Linked DNA regions of Sus scrofa: regions 2 and 3 are each linked to region 1. A link is a contact called in public Hi-C data. All regions are on one chromosome and are shown on one strand. Each heading gives the region's core, a stretch centred on a gene start, on an enhancer-like site or on the middle of the called end of the contact. The rest is flanking DNA. Distances are from core to core; before and after follow the strand shown.

Region 1 (3,447 bases), core at 373-2,872:
AAGGCGATCGCCCCCTTTAGCTCTGGAGGGGACGGTTTATCCCACCTCGGGGGGCGCCACGGTCGACGGTAGAAAACGCAAAGACCCCGGACGCAGTGTCCCTGCCCGGCCTCTGATCCCTCCCAGCGTGCAGGGCGCCGAGCCCCCAGCCCTGCCCGAGGACGCCCAGCCCCCGCCCCTCCTGGGCCTCCACCGGACCCGGAGACCCCCAGCCCCAGCTCCGCTTCAGGAGCTGAGCGGACGCGGGGCAGGAACGCGGGGCCCGCCCCGGGGGCCTTGTGTCGAGCGAGACAGCGCCCCGCGGCCGCGCCATCCACCCTGAGAGGCGGCCTGGGGGCTTCACGTGGTGGACGCGAGGGACAGTCACCCTGCGGTTGCCGGGCCTCGGGAGGATGGACGGCCCCGGACGACTGGGCCACGCGCGGGCCGAGGCTCTGGGGTGCCCAATGGCCGCGCCCGCAAGGGGGTCCGCAGGCCGGGGGAGGGAGGAGGCCGGAGAGAGGGGCGACCCCCGGAGGCAACCCGCCCGGCCAGCTTTATTCAGGACGTCACCCACCAAGGAAGCCCGCGGCCAGACGGCGCGCGGACCACGTAGCCTCGGGACGCCGCCCCGCCGCCCCGCCGCCCCGCCGCCCCGCCGCCCCGCCGCCCCGCCGCCCCGCCGCCCCGCCGCCCCGCCGCCCCGCCGCCCCGCCGCCCCGCCGCCCCGCCGCCCCGCCGCCCCGCCGCCCCGCCGCCCCGCCGCCCCGCCCACACACAGGGCCCCGCCCACCTCCCGGCGACGGTGGCTCCGGGAGCGAACGGCAGCAGACCCGGCCCAGGTGAGGTGGGCGGGCCCCGAGCGGACCCGCGGGTCCCTCCGGGCGGCGGGGCGGGGCCGGGGGCGGGGCGAGCCGGAACGGAAGTGAGGCTGTCGACACGGAAGCCGGGATCCGGAAGTGACGTATCGGAAGCCCGCGGCCGCTCCTCGCAGTCCGGAGGGACTCGCTGCCGCTCGCTGCGAGTGTCCCGCCTTCGTCGCCGCTGCTGTGTAGCCGGGGCCGGAGACGCGCTGCTGGGCAGTTCCCCGCTCTGTACTTCCCTTGTCACCCTCCAGGCTGTACGACCGGGGCTCAGGAGGGGAAGGTGCTGCTGGGCAACAGCGCGCTCGGCATTTGCCCCCTTGGCCCCCTCGGGGCCGGACCACCGCGGCCCTGGAGAGGCGGCCAGTCCGTGGAGGCGAAGACCTACAAGCCCCTAGGGGCCGCTCTCCGGGTTTGGGTTTCAAGGGACGAAACTCCAGCCGCAACACACCTACTTTAGGGAAGGAGAGATGGGCTGAGGCGACCAGCGCAGGAGCTCTGGGAGCTGCTGGATCCCGAGGCCACGCCCCCTGGCGCTGCGGTGATTGGAGGAGCGGTGGGTAGCCCCGCCCAGGGGCGTGGCCTAGGCCCGCTTGGGTGCCAGGCTCCGCCTGGCCGGTTGCTCCTGCTGCTGGCCTAGTCTCTCTTGTCCGGTTTTCCTCCCCTGCTTACTTTTTAACTTAAGTTTTAGGAGCAAGGGTACAGCTAATGGGCTCTTCTTAACGACTGCTTTTTGGCCAAACTTTTGCATTTTTTCCATATTGTTTTAAAATTAATAAAGTTTCAGAATTCCCTGTGGCACAGCGGGTTAAGGATCCTGTGGTTGTCACTGCAGTGGCTCTGGTCACTGCTTTGGAGCGGTTTCGATCCCTAGCCTGGGAACTTCCAAATGCTGTGGGCACGCACAAAAACAAATGAATAAAATTTCTCCTTTAGGTCCTGGCCAGAGGGTCAGTTAATGGAGGGTGGTATCTGCCCATCCCTAGGCACCCACAGGCAGGGCTTTCCGTGAGATTCTTTAGAGACTGTAACTGGAGGAGCATCAGGGGAGCCCCAGGGGCTGGTCAAGGGCCTGGCCCTGAAAATGCAAAATAAAAGAAAGCATCGGAGTTCCCGTCGTGGCTCAATGGTCAACGAATCTGACTAGGAACCATGAGGTTGGGGGTTCGATCCCTGGCCCCGCTCAGTGGGTTAAGGATCTGGCATTGCCATGAGCCCTGGTGTAGGTTGCAGATGCGCCTCAGATCTGGCATTTCTGTGAACCTGGGAACCTCCATATGCCACGGATGCAGCCCTAGAAAAAGACAAAACAAAAACAAAAACAGCAAAAAAATGAAATTCATGTGTACTTACCTCTGAACATTATATGGTGCCATTTTCATCATCTCTAAATTGAGTGTGCAGGACCCTCAACAAGTTTATGGGGTGGCTTTTCCTACTTTGCACAAAACCCTGAGATGACGGGATTTTCTGAGGGGCCACACCTGTGACATTCCGAAGTTCCCAGGCCAACCCCACACCACAATGGTGACCAGCACCACAGCGGTGACAGTGCCAGGGAACTCCAACTGAGATGCTTGATGACTGCCCAGCTGTGCTGGATTGTTGATGGTCAGTGAGTTACTTGGAAACAAATAGTTTCAAAAGCAAACTTACAGAAAGTATCAAAAATTTTTTGCAGAGTTCCCGTCATGACTCAGTGGTTAACGACTCTGACTAGGAACCATGAGGTTGCAGGTTGGATCCCTGGCCTTGCTCAGTGGGTTAAAGAGCTAAGGATCCAGTGTCGCTGTGAGCTGTGCTGTAGATCGCAGACACAGCTTGGATCCTGCGTTGCTGTGGCTCTGGCGTAGGCTGTCGGCTACAGCTCCGACTCAACCCCTAGCCTGGGAAGCTCCATATGCTGTGGGTGTGGCCCTGGAAAAAGACAAAAAGACAAAAAAAAAATTTGTTTTGAGATCTTTCTTACATTTTATCTGGGACAGTGCCATTTAATAATTTTGAAATGATGTCAGAGGAGCCTGGGCCCCTCCTGTCCTGGGCTGGGCTCCCGGCACACAGGACAGTGCTCCCTGCCTCCTGGGCTTCCAGCTAGCCCTTGGGCAGCGCTGCCCAGGCCTCCAGCCACTGCCAAGGAAGCCCCTGCTCTGTGGTCACATTTCCAGAGTTTGGGTCCTGCCCCTTTCTCTTTGTCCCGCTAATGGCTGGTCACCTAAAACAACAAAACAGCCAGTTATTTTACTGTGAAATGAGTTTGGCAGCAGCAATGCGTTGTGACTTTGGACACCCAACTGTGGTGACCCTCTCACAAGTCTGGTAAAACAGAGGAGAGGAAACTTATAAAGAGGAGAAAGGGGAAGTTGTTATAAACAAAAAGTCCAGGAGGTCCCGTCATGGCACTGTGGAAGCGAATCCATCTAGTATCCACAAGGTTGCGGGTTCCATCCCTGCCTCACCTAATGGGTTAAGGATCCGGTGTTGCCATGAGCTGTGATGAAGGTCCCAGATGTGGCTTAGATCTGGTCTTGCTGTGGCTGTTGTGTAGGCCAGCGGCTACAGCTCCATTTGACCCTAGCCTGGGAACCTCCATGTGGCACGGATGTGG
Region 2 (3,447 bases), core at 519-3,018, 110 kb before region 1:
CTGGGCCCAGGCCATGCACACCGCCCGTCTCTCCCAGGGGGTCTCAGGACCCCCCTACTTGCGCCCCAGTCCAGGTGGGCCCAGGAAAGCAAGGAGCTGACCTGCCTTCCTTCCTTTGCCTCGGGCCATGCACACCAGCCGGGAACTCCGATCCCCCCCGCAAACTCTTGGTGATTCTCGGCCGACACACACGAGTCGCTCACACTCCCGTTGCCACCTGTCCCGCTGCCTGGGTTCTGCTTCACCCCCCAGTCTGCACACACAGGCATGGAGCATGCTTTGTGAGGCATGAAACCGTCCCGTCGCTCACACACACCCCACACCACCACGTGTGCACACATGTCCCTGGAGCAAGGGTCCGAGGCAGGGTCAAGAACACACGTTCCCGCTGGCTGCGTGCTCAGACAGCCCGTCGGCTCTCACGGCCCCGGAGCGCCGCACCTGCGGGGGGAGCGGGGGCCACATGTGCGCACATGTACAGGCACAGACGGTACACACATGCGCGTCTCATGAGAAGATGTTTATTTCATACATGGACGTACAAACATGCATGGCCAGGAAGACTCCATCACTACATGTGCACAGAATGGAGGGGTCACAAGGAGAGTGTAGGGGCCTGGGCTCTCCCCTCCCTCTGTGTGACCTTGAGCAAGCTCCACCCCCTGCCTCAGTTCCTCCCAGGTCCGGCGAGGGAGTTGGGCCTGATGCCTTCAAGGTAGGCCCTGCCCACCTTGACCTTCCGTGCCTCCCCCTACCCGGCGCCCAGGAAAGTTCACCGACACAGCTCAGGGCCCAGGGAGGAGGACGGCCGTCCTCTGTGGGCTCAGCGGAGCGCAGCATCCCTCCCGGGACACCAGGCTGGGCTGCTGCTCTCCTGGCCTCCCGGCCCTGGACCAGGAGGCCCTGGACCCATTCCGCCCCTCGCCCCGCGGCCGGTTCATTCTCCGGAGACCATTGCCGAGGGGGTCTTACCGCCCGGCGCGTGCTCCCCCTTCCGGAGCACCTCTGTGGGGGCTGGAGGCCGCTCGGTCCTTCCCCCACTGGGCTTGGCGCCAGCTCCCCCCCCCCCGCCTCGCCCGGCAGGGCAGCCCCCGCGGGCCCGGCCTAGCGGGGCCTGCGGCCTGGCCGCCCCAGCGGGCCCCACCTCCGCCCCACATGCGTGGTCACGCGCGTGCCCCCCGGGCGCAGACTCACCGGCCGCAGTCGCAGTGGCAGACGCGGTCCTCGCCCCGCAGGTGCGGGAGGATGTAGTTGTGGAATCGGTCCAGCAGCGCGTTCATGTCCATCAAGCACGCGATGGCCTGGAAGAGCCCATGACCGGTCAGCGCTGAGCAGCCGGGCCGGGGCCCCCGGGCGGAGGCCGGCGCGCTGGGGCCGGGGGAGCGCCGGGGCGCGGGGCTGGGGGAACGCAGGCCGCGCGGGCCAGTAAACAAGGCGCGGGAGGGGGAGGCGGCGCCGGGCGCGGGAGGCGGGAGCAGGTGCGGGGAGCGGGCGCGCGGGAAGCCCCTCCGCTCACCATCACGATCGACGCCCCCAGAATCATGAAGATCATGGTGTTCGCACTCATGGACATCGGGCGGGGCCGGGCCGGGCCGGAGCGCCGCCCCCCGGCCCCGGCGCCCCCCGGCCCCGGCCCGATGCGGAGCCCCCGCCGCCTCCGCAGAGGTCAGCCCGCCGCGCACCCACTGCCGCCGCCGCCGGCCGGGGAGGAGGTGCGGGGCCGGCGCGGGGCAGGGGACGCGGCGCTCCCGGGGTCCTCGGCCGCCCGGCCCGCGCGCTCGCCGCGCCCGCCGCGCTCCGCTCCGCCCTCGGCCCTGCCTCCCGCCCTGCGCGCGGCGCGGCTCCGGCCCCCTCCCCCCGCGGCCTCCCCCGCGCCCGCCTCCCGGGAGGGCCCTCGCCGCCCGCGGCCGCCCGCCCGCGCGACGCCGGCCGGACCCCCCCCCCGGGGGGACCGCAGGGCCCGCTCGCCCCCATCCGGCCCGCCCCGGCCCTGGCTGCCTGCCCAGCGCCCCTGGACCGCGCGGGGCCGCGGCCCGAGCAGCTGGGGCGATCCCGAAGAGGCCCGCGCTTCCTCCCGCACTCCTCCTCCCCACTTCTCGGCTGGAGGCCCCTCCTCCAGGCCCGGGGTCGCGGGGCTGCGGGCGGGCGGGTGAAGGGCCGCCCGCAGAGGGAGTGGGCTGTAGGGTGGCCGGCAAGCTGCCAGGGAGGTCACTCTGGAGCCAGGCCACGTGACTCGAAGGAGACCCTCTGCGGGCAGGGCCAGCCCAGGCCGGCTCTCCTAGGGTGTCGGCCTGGGAGGTCAGAGGCCCAGGCGGTGGCCCTGATCCGGCTGCCCCATGATGCTGGGGGGTTGGGGTCCCCGAGCCCACCCCTCATCCTCAGCACGACCCCCGACCCCCACACAGGAGCCTCCCGTCTTCCCCACGGCGGTCCCGAGGTTTTCCAGGGCAGCGGAAACCAGGAGGGTGACCAGGGACGCGCGGCCCACCCCAGCCCTGGGGCAGGTCCCACTTTCTTCCAGGATCCCAGTGGACAGCAGGCCCTCGGGGCCGGCTAGGAAGCTCGGCCGGACCCCCAGGCCTCGGACGCTGCCCGAGGGCCGAGAGACGGGCAACAGTGAGCGGAGCACTGCGGGGTCTCTCCCCCAAGTCCAGCCTGTTGCTTTATTCATGGATTTGCACATTCCAGCCAGTGAGGGACGGTCCGTGAGCGGCAGGCATTCGGGGGGATGTGCGATGAACCGTTTTTCTCTTTTTTGGTTAAAGACAAAAACTCGATAATCAACATCCCACTTAGGAGTAAGAGCAGGACAGAAGAAACCTGATTGTTTTGCATCTGGCATTTGTGTCTATCCTCTCGTTTCACGGGCACAGTTTGTGAGGGAACCGCCCCCGTCCGCCAGCGGCACTCGAGGGAGAGACAAGGCCAGAGGACAGCGGAGGAGCGGAGGGCAGTCCAGGGGCGGCTCCGGGCGGTGGGGGCGGCAGGCGCGGGCTCAGTAGAAGCAGACTGTGTGGAGGAAGGCCCGGCCGCTCTTCTCCTCGAACTCCTGCAGCAGCTCGTCGATCTCGTTCTCCATGTCCTCCGTGTGCTGAATCTGCAAAGCGCACAAGGGCACTCAGCTGCCGGCCCCGTGTCTCCTGGGGGTGCTTGGCCCACGAGAGGGCAGCGGGGGCGGGGGGCGGGGGCTGCAGCGTGGGGATGGGCATGGGGCTGCTGCAGCTCCGTAGGCCTGGCTCCAAGGTCATGGGGACACGCACCACAGACGCCTGGCGCCTGTACTGGCCCTACTTTGTAAAGGAGCGGACCCCACGGGGAGGGGGCCTCTTGCTGCAGTCACCCAGTGAGGAAGCCCCAGGGACCTACCCACGCTAGGATGTCGCCACCCCCCACCCCCCCAAGCGGCCCTCCGCGTGTGCGAATGTGCCTGGACCTCTCGGTGGAGAA
Region 3 (3,447 bases), core at 530-3,029, 120 kb after region 1:
TCAGATGCCCCTGCCCCATCTGCTCTGCAGCAGGAAGAGCTCTGACGGGAAAGTAGGTCTCTTAAATCTGAATTATTCAAACAATCTGTGCACAAGGCCAGGACCCCCTCCCGGGGGCCACGCTCCAAGCCAGGCTTTTAGGGTCTCAGAGCTGCAGGGGGCGGTGCCCACAGCATCTGTCTTGTCCCACTGAGCAGCGTCTGCTTCTCCACCCAGGGCCATCCTAACCTTGCTTCCAGTAAGTGCGCCTCCAGGCCCTGGAGTACGAGGGCGAGGACGAGGAAGGGGGCTGGGCGGAAGGTAGGTGATCAGAGCCCGAGTTCCCGTGGGCCTCCAGAGGCAGGCTTGGCCAGTAGAACGGGCCACACAGCCAGGAGGCTCCCGGTCCTTCTCTCAGCACAACTCCCTGGGTGGCGCACCCACCCATGGCTCCCTGGCAGGGGCAGGCCTGTTGGGGGCACGGGAGAGCAGGGGCACAGTTCGATGGGGGGTGCCCAGGGAGGTGACAGTCAAGCAGACCCCAGGGCAGGCAGCCTCAGAGCCCAGGAAGGGGCCAGGCCGAGGTGGACGTGGCCAGGGTAGTCAGGGCCCCAGAGCCCAGGACTGGTGTGGCAGGCAGAGGGCACTGCATCCGCCTTGGGAAGGGGGATGGCCTGGGCCCCCTGGCCGCCAGCCGACCTAGAAGGACCTCTGCACACCTTCCCCTGGGCAGTGGAAGCAGCAGCCCCTCTCTCTCCAAGGGCATGACATGTCCCTTGTCCCCAAGCCCCCCATCATGCTGACCTTCAAGCCTGTACCCACCTTTGGTCCTGAACCAGTCATCCCTCGTGGGGGACACCAAAACGTGGGGGGGCCATGGCCATGGGGCTTTGGGAGTGCCACGTGGGGTTGGAGGAGGGGCTGCCCCGGGGTGGGCAGCTTGTCCCCCCCCCCCAGATTTGGGGCCGACACCCTAGGGAGGTCCAAGCAGCCTCCGGGCCACTCCCAGAGGGGCAGTCCTAGGTGGGCTAGAACCCGGGACCAGGTGGCCTCAGTGGGGGCCCGACAGGGGGCCACTCTGCTCTGGGGGTCCCTGAGGAGCAGCAGCCCCTCTGCTGCAGAACCCTGACTGCGGGGTTGGAAAGCCCGCCTCCAGCAAACCTCCACGGGGGCTTTTCAGTGTCCTGCCTGGACACACACCACCTACCACACGCCACCCCCCCATACCACACCCCCCACATACCACACCCCCCCCACAACACACACACACCACATACGCCACATACCACACATGCCACATACCCCCCCACACACAACACACACATCAAAACCCACATACACACACCCCACATACACCACATACCATACCACACACACCCCACACTGCACACCACATGCCATACACCACACACACACACACACACACAAGTTGGAGCAGCCAGCACTCAGGGTAGCAGCTTAACCAGCTCATCTGTAAAGGGGTGATGACAGGCTCAGGGAATGAGCAGACCCTGGGCCTCAGGCTCAGCCGGATGCAGCCAGGCCGCTGGGGCTCCTGCTGGGCCAGCCTCCTGCCCCCAGCTTCGCAGCCACGTGCACCCGAGACCCCAGCATGGTTCTGAGAGGCCTGGGCTCGGCTTTCCCGCAGCCCTGGAGGCAGGCTCTGGGGGCCCACGGGCCCTGCTGGCACGACCCGAGCAGAGGAAGGGCTGTCACCTGGCCGTCAGGAGGGGAGGCTTCGGGACAGGGAAAAGGCAGTGGGGCGGCCCCCAGGCCGACCTGCCGCCGGTCCAAGGCCCTCAGGGCCGGGTTCTGGCTCCCCCGCCGAGGCTGGGCAGCTCCGCCTGAAACCGGATGCTGGGGGCAGAGCCGGCACGCAGGGCGGAGGGCGGCAGGTCTGCTCCGCCCGCCCCCGCAGCGGCTCCAGGGCCTCTCAGGCGGGCACCGAGGGCGCCCCGAGGGGCAGCCAGCGCGGCCGCCCGCCCAGCCCCCAGCCCCATTTCCTCTCCCGGGCTGGGCGGCGCCCTTGGCAGGGAGGCCGCAATTGTTCGGCGCCGGCGCTTCCCCCAGCTGCCTGCACAAGGCCAGGCCGCCGCCGCCCGCCCAGTCCGGAGTGCAGCCGCCAGAAACGCCCTCGCACATCCCGGGCCGGGCGGGAGCGCGGAGACCAGGACGGAGGGCGGGAGGCAGAGACCCCCGCGCCAGCGCAGCGGGGGGGACGATGGGGGGGCGGGGGGCGGGGGCGGGGCCGCGGGGAGGGCGGGGGCGGGGCCGCGGGGAGGGCGGGCCCTGGGGCCCCCCACCCCCTTCTCCCCAGCCCGGCCTCAGGTGCCACCTAGAGGCCTGGGCACAGACTCAGGGAGGAGTCCCTGTTGCCAGGAAGCTGGGACCCAACCCTCGCTGGCCCAGCGTACCCGGGCAGCAGGCTGGCTTGACAGAGGGTTCTGCCTGCACCTGCAGCGGCAGAGTAGGGGAGGCCCGGGCCGCTGCAGACAGGGGCAGGGGCTGGGGGCTGGGGCGGGTAGCTACAGGAACCATTGGGAGGGGAGGGCGCTGCTGGCAGGCCGCTGGACCCAGCCCCACCTCCCACTGCTTAGGGGAGGCTGCTCCTGCTGTTCTAGGGATGCCTCTCCCCGCAGGTGGAGCCGTGGGACTCGGCTCCGCCAGCACCTGCCAGATAAAGAGCTTGCACCTGTGACCTCAGCGGCGGGGAGGGAGCCGGGCGACGGCGCAGGGGCTGCCTGTGGCGCACTGCCCTGTCCAGACAGCAGGGGCCGCCTGGGGAGGCCCCAGAGCCTGACTGGTGCTCAGGCCAGGAAGCTGGCCTGGGGTCACCTGATACGAAGTCGCCTCCCAGGGCCATTTCCTGCAGGCAGGCAGCCACTGAGCAGACGGGAAGGGATGTGGGTCCGCAAGGCCGCCAGGCCCAGAGCTGCCCTCCCGCTTCGGGACCACTGCCAGGCCACATTACATGCCATACCGTGTCGTGAACCGCCGCAGGACACCTGCCCCCCCAGGCCACCCAGGTGTTGACACGGGGGCATAGCCCAGCCCCCAGAGTGCTTGGCAGGAAGGGCTCTTTCCTCTGGGTCTGCATCCTGGTCATTGTCCTGATGACCCCGAGGTCCCTTTTAGGGACCTACCTGGAGGGACTGTCCGTTCCAACAGAAAGACCCCACCATGCTGGCCCACCCGGGAGGGGGCAAGGACTCAGCCCCAGTTCATCTCAGGGCCTGAATCTCTCTCAGGAAATCCTTGCCCATAGGGCAGCCCACCGCCCTCATCAGACGGGGGGCCTCCTCGAACAGTCCTGCTGACTCGGAGCTTCCCCAGACAAGCTGCTGCCTCATCACCCACTTTGGCGTTACCTCCTGAGAAAATACATGTCTCGTGCAGTTTACCACTAACCCTCCGGAAGGATACAGTTCAGTGGCATTTGCTGTGTTCACACTTTTGTGCAGCCACCGC

What was found. Hi-C and Micro-C count contacts between places; a contact is called where the count stands out from the background.
Region 2: a Hi-C map of liver shows a contact between it and region 1, with 2.5 times the contacts expected there. The contact joins the promoter of TMEM240 here to the promoter of SLC35E2B in region 1. A contact is called at or near these places in 2 of 47 Hi-C or Micro-C datasets (epiblast stem cells and liver) and 1 of 2 datasets of contacts at active chromatin or transcription factors (alveolar macrophages).
Region 3: a contact with region 1 is called in a Hi-C map of skeletal muscle, with 4 times the contacts expected there. The contact joins the promoter of GNB1 here to the promoter of SLC35E2B in region 1. A contact is called at or near these places in 2 of 5 promoter capture datasets (fetal liver and liver), 5 of 47 Hi-C or Micro-C datasets (fetal skeletal muscle, liver, mesenteric adipose tissue and 2 more) and 2 of 2 datasets of contacts at active chromatin or transcription factors (alveolar macrophages and skeletal muscle).

The regions. Positions count from the first base shown.
Region 1 is chr6:63,840,778-63,844,224 of Sscrofa11.1, forward strand. It overlaps SLC35E2B (solute carrier family 35 member E2B), which reads right to left and starts at 1,623. Exons shown (of 10, transcript XM_021097474.1): 1 at 773-1,623.
Region 2 is chr6:63,725,689-63,729,135 of Sscrofa11.1, forward strand. TMEM240 (transmembrane protein 240) reads right to left here and starts at 1,769. Exons shown (of 4, transcript XM_021097457.1): 1 at 1,517-1,769; 2 at 1,195-1,301. The coding sequence starts at 1,573. SSU72 (RNA polymerase II subunit A C-terminal domain phosphatase SSU72) reads right to left here. Exons shown (of 5, transcript XM_003127502.5): 5 at 2,630-3,097. The coding sequence ends at 2,996.
Region 3 is chr6:63,955,735-63,959,181 of Sscrofa11.1, forward strand. GNB1 (guanine nucleotide-binding protein G(I)/G(S)/G(T) subunit beta-1) reads right to left here and starts at 1,780. Exons shown (of 11, transcript XM_021097493.1): 1 at 1,759-1,780.